2 separate regions of the Bos taurus genome follow, and region 1 is linked to region 2. Evidence: chromatin contacts called from public Hi-C data. All regions are on one chromosome and are shown on one strand. The core of a region is the stretch at or near the end of the contact, and the rest is flanking DNA. Distances in the headings are between cores, read along the strand shown.

The links. Hi-C and Micro-C count contacts between places; a contact is called where the count stands out from the background.
Region 1: a contact with region 2 is called in a Hi-C map of liver, with 2.2 times the contacts expected there. The contact joins the promoter of LOC101907107 here to the promoter of WIPI1 in region 2. A contact is called at or near these places in 3 of 11 Hi-C or Micro-C datasets (liver, skin fibroblasts and an unstated tissue).

What each region holds. Positions count from the first base shown.
Region 1 is chr19:61,982,130-61,987,607 of ARS-UCD2.0, forward strand. It overlaps LOC101907107, which reads right to left and starts at 1,486. Exons shown (of 3, transcript XM_059878366.1): 1 at 577-1,486. The coding sequence starts at 1,351. It also overlaps a transcript of RGS9 not described here.
Region 2 is chr19:61,750,009-61,755,300 of ARS-UCD2.0, forward strand. WIPI1 (WD repeat domain, phosphoinositide interacting 1) reads left to right here and starts at 2,493. Exons shown (of 13, transcript NM_001099040.1): 1 at 2,493-2,637. The coding sequence starts at 2,558.

The DNA of each region.
Region 1 (5,478 bases), core at 236-2,735, 230 kb after region 2:
AGTATTCTTGCCTGAAGAATCCCATGGACAAAGGAGCCTGGGGGGGCGACAGTCTATGGAGTCGCAAGAGTCAGACATAGCATATGCGCGCGCGCGTGCACACACACACACACACACAGTGTGTGTATGTTAATTCCACATTCCTCATTTTATCCCTCCCCCCCCTTTCCCTTTTGGTAACCATCTTTGTTTTCTATGTCTATGAGTCGGTCTCTGTTTAGTAAATCAGGTTATTAGTATCACTCTTTTAGATTCCACATATGATATTTGCTAAATGCTTTTCATATGTATCAGCTCAGGTATCCTAAAACCAAAACCAAAATTCCCCTTCCCAAAGAAAAACTCACAAGGAGGGAGCAGCAATGGCACCACTGAGATGGGGAGAATGAAGCAGAGAAAGGTTACATAACTGGCTTGAGCACAGCGAGTGGCCATCTTGGGGTTCAGAGCCAGTCCACCTGGCAGGGGAGCTGCATTCCTCCCAGCTAACCACACTCCACTGCCGGTTCATCGGGTTATTCATTCTGTCCTCGCAGAGCCCGACACACAGACAGGTGTCACTTTCCATCCACTCACTTTTCTCCAGCGAGATGAGGAGACAGACGCTCAGAAAGTTCAAGCAGCTTGCTAAGGCCATGCAGGGAGCTGATGGCAGCCCAGCTAGGGATCCAAGTGCCGGGGCGCACTGTTCACGCCCCTGGGCCTTGGTGCTCGGTCCGAGCTCGCCCTGGACCACAGAGCATGCGGGCGCCCTGGACCACAGAGCATCCTGGCGCCCCGGGCGCACCTCACCTGCGGCGCCCCGGCCCGCCAGCCCGACACCGCCCCCTAGCGCCAGGTGGGCGCCAGCGCAGCGCTCGCCCGGGCGGGCGCGGCGCGCTGATTGGCCAGCGCGGATTCGGGCTCCCGGGGGCGCGGGTCGGGGGCGCGGCGGGCAGCCTCGCTCCGCCTGGGCTCGGGACCGCGGGCGCGCTCTCCGGGGGCTTCCCCTTCCGTCCCGTGCGTCCCGGTTCTGAGTCCCAGGGGCCAGGATGACTATCCGACACAAAGGCCAGCAGTGCAGGCCGAGGATGGCGTTTCTGCGGAAGGTGAGCGCAGTGCCATCCGCCGGGCCCGGGAGGGGCGCGGGGACCACCTCGGGGAAGTGCCGGCGGGGACGTGGGCTGGGCTGGGCTGGGGGCGGGCCTGGTGGGGTGGGGGGAGTCCTTTGTGGTCTTAGTAACCTCAGTGATCTAAGCTTCCACGCCGCCTCTTGGTCCATGTTGGAGTACACGGGCCCGGCTGTCCTGAGGATGTCTACACGCCACACTTGCTCCGAGAAGCTTCCAGTGACCCACGGGGGAACCTGCATAGGAATGCACCTGGCATTGCGCTCCTTTCTTTCCCTGGATCGGGCCCCCAGCCCTTACGGCCACTTCTGCGCATCAGACTGCCCACCGGACACTATAAAGATAGGTGTGACTAGTGTCCGCGTTTTACAGGGAAGGCGACTGAGGCGAGTGAGGACCAACACTGGAAGAACTGTCGGTGTGACACAACAGTCTCCTTACAACGGTAGGAACATGATGCAGTGTCTGCTGGGAAGGGGCTTCCGGTTCTACTCCAGGAGCCGGGGAGCACCGCGGAGAAGCGTGCCTTGAATGTGAGACCCAAGCATGCTACATCGGGCTCTGCTGGGCCCAGGAGAGGCAGAATGAAGACCCAGGGGATGCGTCTTGTCTGTAGGGAGCCCTCTCCTGTTGGTGGGAGCTCCCCCTGGCTGAGATCTCTGTGGAGAGTGTCAGCCACCTAATGTGAGAAGCATTGTGAGCAGTGGGGGGTGGGCGGGATGTTGAAGCCATCCCTTCTGATACTTTTGGTGACTGTCTGGATTCCTTGCAACATTTGCGGTCACACCTCGGTGAGCCGGAATCTGGGAGTGGTAGCGCCAGGGCTGCCTGAGGGGTCAGACAGGCCAATGATGACATCTTGTTACAGCTGGGAAGCTGTGGTCTGGTCATCTCTGTGTGTCTGCCTGTCTGTATGTTGTGGAAGGGGTCTTCAGGAGGGATGGCACAGGGCACAAAGGTGATGGGGGGCCCGGAGAAAGGCCGCAGCAGCAGCCCCTGTGGAGAGCTTTAAAGTCTAGGCGGGTTTCTGTTGTTGGTGGACAGTTTCTGTTTAAGAAAAGATCAAGATGGCTCTGAGATCCTAGGCGTCAGTCATATATATGTATAATTTTTTTTTTGCGCTTCGGATTGATAACTTTTTTATATTTTTTTGTTTATTTCCAGGTCTTAGTTGTGGCATGCGGAATCTTCTAGTTTGCATAGGAACTCTCTAGTGGAGGCATGTGGGATCTAGCTCCCTGATCAGGAGTGTCACACAGGATCAGGCCCCTGCATTGGGAGTGCAGAGTCTTAGCCACTGGACCACCTGGGAAGTCTCTGACTAGAACTTTTTAAAGGGAACCATTTAAGTAGTTCCTTTAGAGTTTGGTTGGCATGGGTGTGTCCTCTGGAGCCAGGTTATCTCTGTGGGAACTGTGTAGGTTTCTGGCCGTACAAGATGGAGGGGCAGACAAAGGAACAAGGACACAGTCATGTCTTGTTACTGTCGTCCTTTGACAGGTCTTGCTTGAAAGTGCAAGTTTAGTAACATACTATTAATAGTAAGTCACTTCAAAGCTCCCCTTGATAGAGGTTTGGGCCAAAACTGCCTCATTGATTCTGTTGTTATTTCAGTATCTACATCATCGTGAATAAAGCTGAAGAGGTTCCTTGTACCCAATTTTATTCTATAATGTTAGGGCAAGTTTCCAGTGAAAGTTACTTCATGCACACATACAACAGTTCTTGAGTGTTTCTTAGCAACCTTCTATTTATCAGAGGAAATGTTAATCATGTTTTACTAAAGTAGGTCCTTGAACAAATTTCCGAGGTTTGTCATTAAGAAGCCCTGAATTGTTGAATTTCCACTTGGAACAATTTGTATTTTTTCCATGTAATTGTTTCTATATTTTATAAATAATTCATTGATAACACTGGCTCAATGATGTTGAGACGGTATCTATTCATGATATATGTAGGAGGAAGGGCAAGGAGGGTCCACTTCCTTCTCCAAATGTTAACGGCTCGTAGTACTTCATTATTTATGGACTGATTTCTCAATCGTCTGTAAAACTGAAACCATCCTACGGAAATCCAGTCAGATGATTTTCAAAACAGGGGTTTCAAAATGTCGTTTGAGAAGTGAGAGTGACTCTTGCACAGGTCTGTACTCAGGTGAATGATTTATGTCAGTGTCCCCAAAAGTGTGTTCTGGGAAAAAAACACCAGTTGGTGGTGGGGAGAGAGGTGGCTATTAACAGGGTGTTACCCCGAAGTCTCTGAGGTCAAATGCTTGAAAACCACTCAGCTAAACAAAGTCAGCTGAGCTCCATTACTGCAGAGCTTCTCAGAACAGTTTAATATTCTATCAGTAACTGTGGCAAGAGACTGGAGCTCAGATCCCAAACTTACTTGTCCATCTTTTATTGTCCCCTCAGGAACACACTGTGTGAAAGCTTCTTTATGTGAAATATTCCCCAATGCAGCCTGACAGTGTCAGAGAAGGTGAATCTGGTTCACTGAAGAATGCATGCCACAGTAGTCACACGCAGCACGACAGGGTCCCATACAGGAGGCCAGGGTCACACAGGACAGGGTCAGAGTAGGACAGGGTCTCATAGGAGGACAGGGTCTCACAGTAGGGCAGGGTCACATACAGGAGAGGGGCACATACAGGACAGGGTCACACAGTAGGACAGGGTCCCATACAGGAGGCCAGGATGACACAGTAGGACAGGGTCACACACAGGGCAGGGTCAGAGTAGGGTAGGGTCTCACAGTAGGGCAGGGTCTCACAGTAGGATAGGGTCACACACAGGACAGTGTCACACAGTAGGTCAGGGTCACACAGTAGGTCAGGGTCACACACAGGACAGGGTCACACACAGGACAGGGTCACACAGTAGGTCAGGGTCACACACAGGACAGGGTCAGAGGAGGGCAGGGTCTCACAGGAGGACAGGGTCACATACAGGAGGCCAGGATGACACAGTAGGACAGGGTCACACACAGGGCAGGGTCAGAGTAGGGTAGGGTCTCACAGTAGCGCAGGGTCTCACAGTAGGACAGGGTCACACAGTAGGTCAGGGTCACACAGTAGGTCAGGGTCACACACAGGACAGGGTCAGAGGAGGGCAGGGTCTCACAGGAGGACAGGGTCACATACAGGAGGCCAGGATGACACAGTAGGACAGGGTCACACACAGGGCAGGGTCAGAGTAGGGCAGGGTCTCACAGTAGGACAGGGTCACACACAGGACAGGGTCACATACAGGACAGTGTCACACAGTAGGTCAGGGTCACACACAGGACAGGGTCACATACGGGACAGTGTCACACAGTAGGTCAGGGTCACACACAGGACAGGGTCAGAGGAGGGCAGGGCCTCACACTAGGACAGGGTCAGAGGAGGGCAGGGTCTCACAGTAGGTCAGGGTCACACACAAGGCAGGGTCACATACAGGACAAGGTCAGAGTCGGGCAGGGTCTCACAGGCGGACAGGGTCACATACAGGAGGCCAGGATGACACAGGAGGACAGGGTCCCACACAGGACAGGGTCTCACAGTAGGACAGGGTCACACAGTACGTCAGGGTCACACACAGGGCAGGGTCAGAGTAGGACAGGGTCTCACAGTAGGTCAGGGTCACACACAGGACAGGGTCAGAGGAGGGCAGGGTCACACAGGAGGTCAGGATCACATACAGGGCAGGGTCCCACACAGGACAGGGTCAGAGTAGGACAGGGTCTCACAGTAGATCAGGGTCACACAGTAGGTCAGGGTCACATACAGGACAGGGTCAGAGTAGGGCAGGGTCTCACAGGAGGACAGGGTCTCACAGTAGGACAGGGTCACACACAGGACAGTGTCACACAGTAGGTCAGGGTCACACACAGGGCAGGGTCACATACAGGACAAGGTCAGAGTCGGGCAGGGTCTCACAGGAGGACAGGGTCACACAGTAGGTCAGGGTCACACACAGGACAGGGTCAGAGGAGGGCAGGGTCACATACAGGAGGCCAGGATGACACAGTAGGACAGGGTCACACACAGGGCAGGATCAGAGTAGGGCAGGGTCTCACAGGAGGACAGGGTCTCACAGTAGTTCAGGGTCACACACACAGGACAGGGTCACATACAGGACAGGGTCAAAGTAGGGCAGGGTCTCACAGGAGGACAGGGTCTCACAGGAGGACAGGGTCTCACAGTAGGTAAGGGTCACACACAGGACAGGGTCAGAGGAGGGCAGGGTCTCACAGGCGGACAGGGTCACATACAGGAGGCCAGGATGACACAGGAGGACAGCGTCTCACAGTAGGACAGGGTCACACAGTACGTTAGGGTCACACACAGGGCAGGGTCAGAGGAGGGCAGGGTCACACAGGAGGT
Region 2 (5,292 bases), core at 1,243-3,742:
AAACTGACTGATCAATAATTTAACTGACTGATCAATAATTTTACATGGGTTACCTACTAAAATGATCTTTTTGACATACTGGGTTAAATTTAATAACATTTAAAGGGTTAAATATTATTAAAACTAACTTGCCCATTTTTCTTTACTCTTTTTAACAAGGTGGGGTTTCAAAAAATTTAAATGGCATATGTCTCAAAAATTTTAAATTACATTTGGGGTTCACACCTGTGGCTCTCATTTCTTTCTGTTGGATAGCACTGCTTCAAAATAGCCCTTAGTGTGATGTGATGAGGGGCTAATTATATCTACAATGGCAGTCACATTACAATACATAAATGTATGAAATCAACACGTTGTAAACCTTAAAACACGTTGTAAACCTTAAATTTACACAATGTTTTATGTCAAATATATTACAGGAAAAGACACCTCTTGGGTCTGTCCTAACGTTGCCACCATCCTAGAGCCCACTTTCTCACCTCTTTCACTCCTAAAATTTCACCTCAGTCTAGGCTTTTCCCCCTTTCTAATCTATTTTGCACACCCTGGCCCAGTTTATCTGCCTAAAACACTGCTTTTATCATGAAACACTCGTGCTCAAAAACTAACACCAGCTCCCATCTCTACTCCATCAAGTCCAAATTCTTGGTAATAATAAGACTTTAAAAACCTACTGGGCACATTATGTGATTCTCCAACAACCTCACACCTAGTATGCCATATTTTTTGTTTTCTAAATAGAACAAAAAGGGCTGCAGCATTTGCCTGAGCTGGGAGGTGAGCCGGAAATCAGTTCTGAGCTGAGAGGTTACAAGGATGATTCAGTTAAACCAGTAGCTGCCTCCCATACAACAATTTACACACCACCTCACATTCAACTAAAGAACAATCAACATCTGGCCATCTATGAGCTGAGCTATTTTTACATCAGCTGAGAGAAAGAATAATAGCACTGAAAGAAGAAACTATTATATTTGCATTTCAGAAAAACAAAACCAAAAGTCAACCAGAAAAGCTTAAGAGAAGAAGCCCACTTTGTTCACTGTTTCAAAAACTATATATAGCTTTGTCACATAATAGAAAAATTGAACTATGACAGTTTGAATGCTGTGGCAGGACAACAATAAAATACCATTTCATCTCAAAACTGGAAAAGCCTGAATTAAAAATTGATCAGTAATCATATAAAGCTAAAAACCAGCAGACCTGCTGATTCATAAGTTGTGTTGGTAATTCAATGGCAACATGTATTTAGGTTGGGAAGAGAGACCCTTTGTCAGGACTCACCTCCAATTACCTGAGTTTTTACTGTGCTGTCTACAAAACTCCATCCCTTTCATTAAAAACAGTGGGCTACACACATTTTCTTTCGGGATTTTTTTCAGCTACAGTTCAGACCGGTTTTGCCAAATAGTGTCTAGCAGAGTCGTTTGGTGTACGGGTCTTGAAATCAGGCAACTCCACATTTTACTATTTACTGTGTTATTTCAGACAGAACTGTATAGCAGTTCTCTGCTTCTGTTACAGCCTCTCTAAACTGGGCATAATCATACTTTCTTCACAAACTTTTATAAGAATTCAACGAGATAAAGCTCATTGTTAACACAGCTCTGGACCTGCGGTAAGAGTTGTAACGGCGGGAAAAGGGATGAGACAGCCCCTTATCTGTCCGGCCTCAGCACCCTTGCTAGAAACAGTTTCCAAGCAGCTCGAAGACTCCAGAAGAAGGTGGGGCCTTAGCGTCCAACGCGCGCCCCTAAACTGTCAGTTTAATAGCCAGGCGTCGGGTGGAGTGAGGCCGGCGCGCCGGTCCGTCTGCTTCGCCGCAACCGCGACGCAGACGCCGGACTGGACTCAGCCCGCAGGCCGAGCCCAGCTACCGGGTCTCTCCCTTCCCGCGCTCCGCCCCGCCGCCCCCGCAATGAAAACACCACCACGTGGCCTGAAGCCGTTGCGTCACTCTCCTCCACCCAATGGCAAGCTGTGCCTAGGAGCTGGGGGCGGGTCGCCAGCAGGGTGGGTCCGCCCACCGCCGTCGCCCGTTGGCTAATTGTGAGCCGCGCTGTGGCCTCTCCACCAATGGAGGCCGGCGGTGGGACTCCGCCCTCTCGGTGGCTGAGTCAGCTGGACCCGACGGAGGGCCGGGGCGGGACCAGGAGGGGCGGGGCGACGCCGGCCGGGGCGGGGCCTGGCTGGCCCGGGCGGGGATGAGGTGCCCCTGCCGGGGCGGGGCGAAGGTGGGGCCTGACGGGGCGGAGGCGGGGCCTGGCGGGCCCGGGGCGGGGCCTGGGTGGGCCCGGGCTGGGGTAGGGTGGCTCGGGTGGGCGGGGAAGGGGCGGGGCCTGTCAGGCCCGGGCGGGAATGAGGCGGCCAGGCCGGGGCCTGGCGGGGCGGGGCCTGGAGGGCTGGGGCGGGCCGGGGCGGGACCGGGGCGGGGCCGGGGCGGGGCGGGGCGGGGCGGGGCCGGGCGGGAGACCGGCCCGCGGGGCCGGCGCCAGCGGGCTGCTGAGGTGGCTGTCGCCCGCTCGGAGCCGCGGCTTCCCGGGTCGAGCCCCCGATGGAGGCCGAAGGCGCGGACGGCGCCTCGGGCGGGGCGGAGGCAGCGCTCAGCTGCTTCTCCTTCAACCAGGACTGCACGTAAGCCGGGCCGCCTGCCCCGCCGGGAGCTGGGGGAGAAAAGTCTCGATCGAGGGTGTCCAAGTCGGCGACTTGGACAGCGGGCGCCGGCCTGCGCCCCGGGGGCCTGGGCTTGACGGCCGGCGTGGCCCGGGCCGGTGCGGGTCCTCGGGCCGCCCCTCCTCCGGCGCGGGGCTGAGCTCCCCCGTTCCCCTGCCGGCAGGGAGCCAGGAGGGGCCGGCCGGGAGAAGGGGGGACAGAGCCCAGGGAGGGGGCGGAAGGAGGCTGGGAAAGGTGGGGAACCGGGGAGTGACCAAAGCGAGGGTCTGGGCAGGAGGGGCGGTGGTCAAGACAAAGGAGAGGGGAGCGGATGGGGAAGTTGCAAGTTGACCCTGGGCGAAATAGCTAGGGCCCAGGAAGATGGGGGTTCAGGAAAAACTTTCCCATTTGTCCTTGAGCATCTCAACGTGGCATCTGGGCAGGGCCAACGACCAGGAGGCAACCTATCCCCGAAGCCAGTCCAGCCTGATCCCAGCCCAGCCCAGCCTGGGCGCCTGCCTGCGGGCCGGATTGTCAGGAACCTTCCCATTGCCCCCAGTGTGTCTTCAGGAAGCCCACTTGGCCAGACAGAACTCCTCCTGGGAGTCCAGGAACCCTGTCCCCGGCCCAAGCTGTCCTCCGGGGGAACGTGACCTTCACTCTGTTGCTTCTTGAGTGGATTTTGAATGTCTCACCTTGATGTTCGCATTCGGACTTTGGCCAGTGAGCCAGGGGTTGCTGGACTGTGTTTGAAACATCTGGAGGAGTCAGTCCCTTAGAAGCAGAAGGCTGCTCCCTTTCCTCCTTTCGTGGGATTGTTAGACATCCCGGGGACCATATGGAATAACCTCTTTGGAATGTGCCACACAGCATCAGGCAGCGATGACCGGTCCCAGTCCCCCATTTCCTGCTGTACCAGTTTCTGTTGGGCTCCTTCGTGGAATTGCCTTCAGGCAGGTGTGCTGGCCGTCTGTGCCTGGACTGTGCTAATACTGAACATTCAGCGGTATCATTAAGGCCGTCATGTGCCATAAGCAGCCCTGGCCTTCCATGCCCTTTGTCTTCTCTTTAAAAACACCCCATGCCAAACAATATGCCTTTGTTCAAAAAAAACTGTATGTGTAATCATGTAAGCTGGTGGCCAGACAATTTGGTTCCATGAGTGACTTTCAAGCTTTCCTTGACCACAGCCCACAATAAGAAATACAGGTTACAACATTACCCAATATCTATCTATCTATCTATCTATATGCATACACACGGATATATTTATAATATACATTGTTTTTTAGTCGCTCAGTGGTGTCCCCTGACCCTTTTTGACCCCATGGACCCACCAGGCTCCTCTGTCCATGGGATTGCCCAGGCAAGAATACTGGAGTGGGTTGCCATTTCCTTCTCCAATATTATATACATAATATCAGTGAAAAGCAATTCACAGCTATTTACCCTTCCTATGTGCGCTACCTTCTGGAATCTGTATTTCTTTTCTTTTTTTTCTTTTAAGCCACTTATGACTCACTGAATTGTTTTCTCATGGTTTGAGACCAACAGTTTACAAAAATGATGGTCTAGATACCATTCTGATGTTTTGTAAGAAACATTTTGCAAGAGAGGGTGGCTGTTGAAATGCCTGGGTGTTTGCCTTCCCAATTGAACTCAGCTTCAGGAGGAGAGCAGGCTAAGGAGGAGAGTTCTTTCGCTTCTTAGCAGAAAGTGTTCTCAATTCTGCTTTGCAGCACTCTTTATTAGATGTTTTTAAGGGTGTTAATTTTTACTCTAGGTGAGTCCCAGCTTTCTATAGCAGTTGTAGAAGCATGTTATTTTCAAAACCATAGGGTGCTCGGGAAGTTAATTTCCGTAGTCTCTACGGCCAGTTCTGTTTTCTTGGATGAAGGCTCTGCTGGACAGCTCTATCTCACCTATAAATAAAACTTTTTGTCACAGTCAGTTGCTTTGAGCCTTAGAGGGTATGACATTGGATTTTAAAATAAGTCACACCCTTACCGAATACATTTAGGAGTGTAAGCTGTAAGTATAGGCCGAATTTGGGATCCATTATGTCAAGATAAGGGAGTAATGACAATTAAGCTTTACTAGTCGGCTTCACTCATACTTCATGCTTGGCCCTGTGCTAGACAATTTGGGTATATTTTTTCTCATTTCATTTGTGATATGTATTTGTCCCAAATCCCATTTTCATGAGAGGTGATGACAAAAATTTTTTTTTCCCTGAAAAGGTCTTATGAATAAAATAAAGTTTTAGACTGAATTCCTTGAGTTAGAGTTTTCTGTGACCGTTGATTAACCACTTAAAATACAGTAGTGGGATTTGCCTGGTGGCCCAGAGGCTAAGGCTCAGTGCTTGCGATGCAGAGGGCTCAGCTCGATCCCTGTCAGGGAATTAGATCCCGCATGCTGCAACTAAAGATCTGCCAAGCCACCAAGACCTGGCACAGCGAAATACATTGAAAAAAAAAAAAAAAAACGAAAGCACAGTAGTGATCACAGTGTCATTTCCCATATTTAAAATTCTTCTGGAGCAGAGCATATGTTTGAAAATGATTTTAAGTTGCCAGATCTTTTGATTACTATTTTAAGACTCTTAATTACAACTTCCCCCCCCTTACTTGAAAA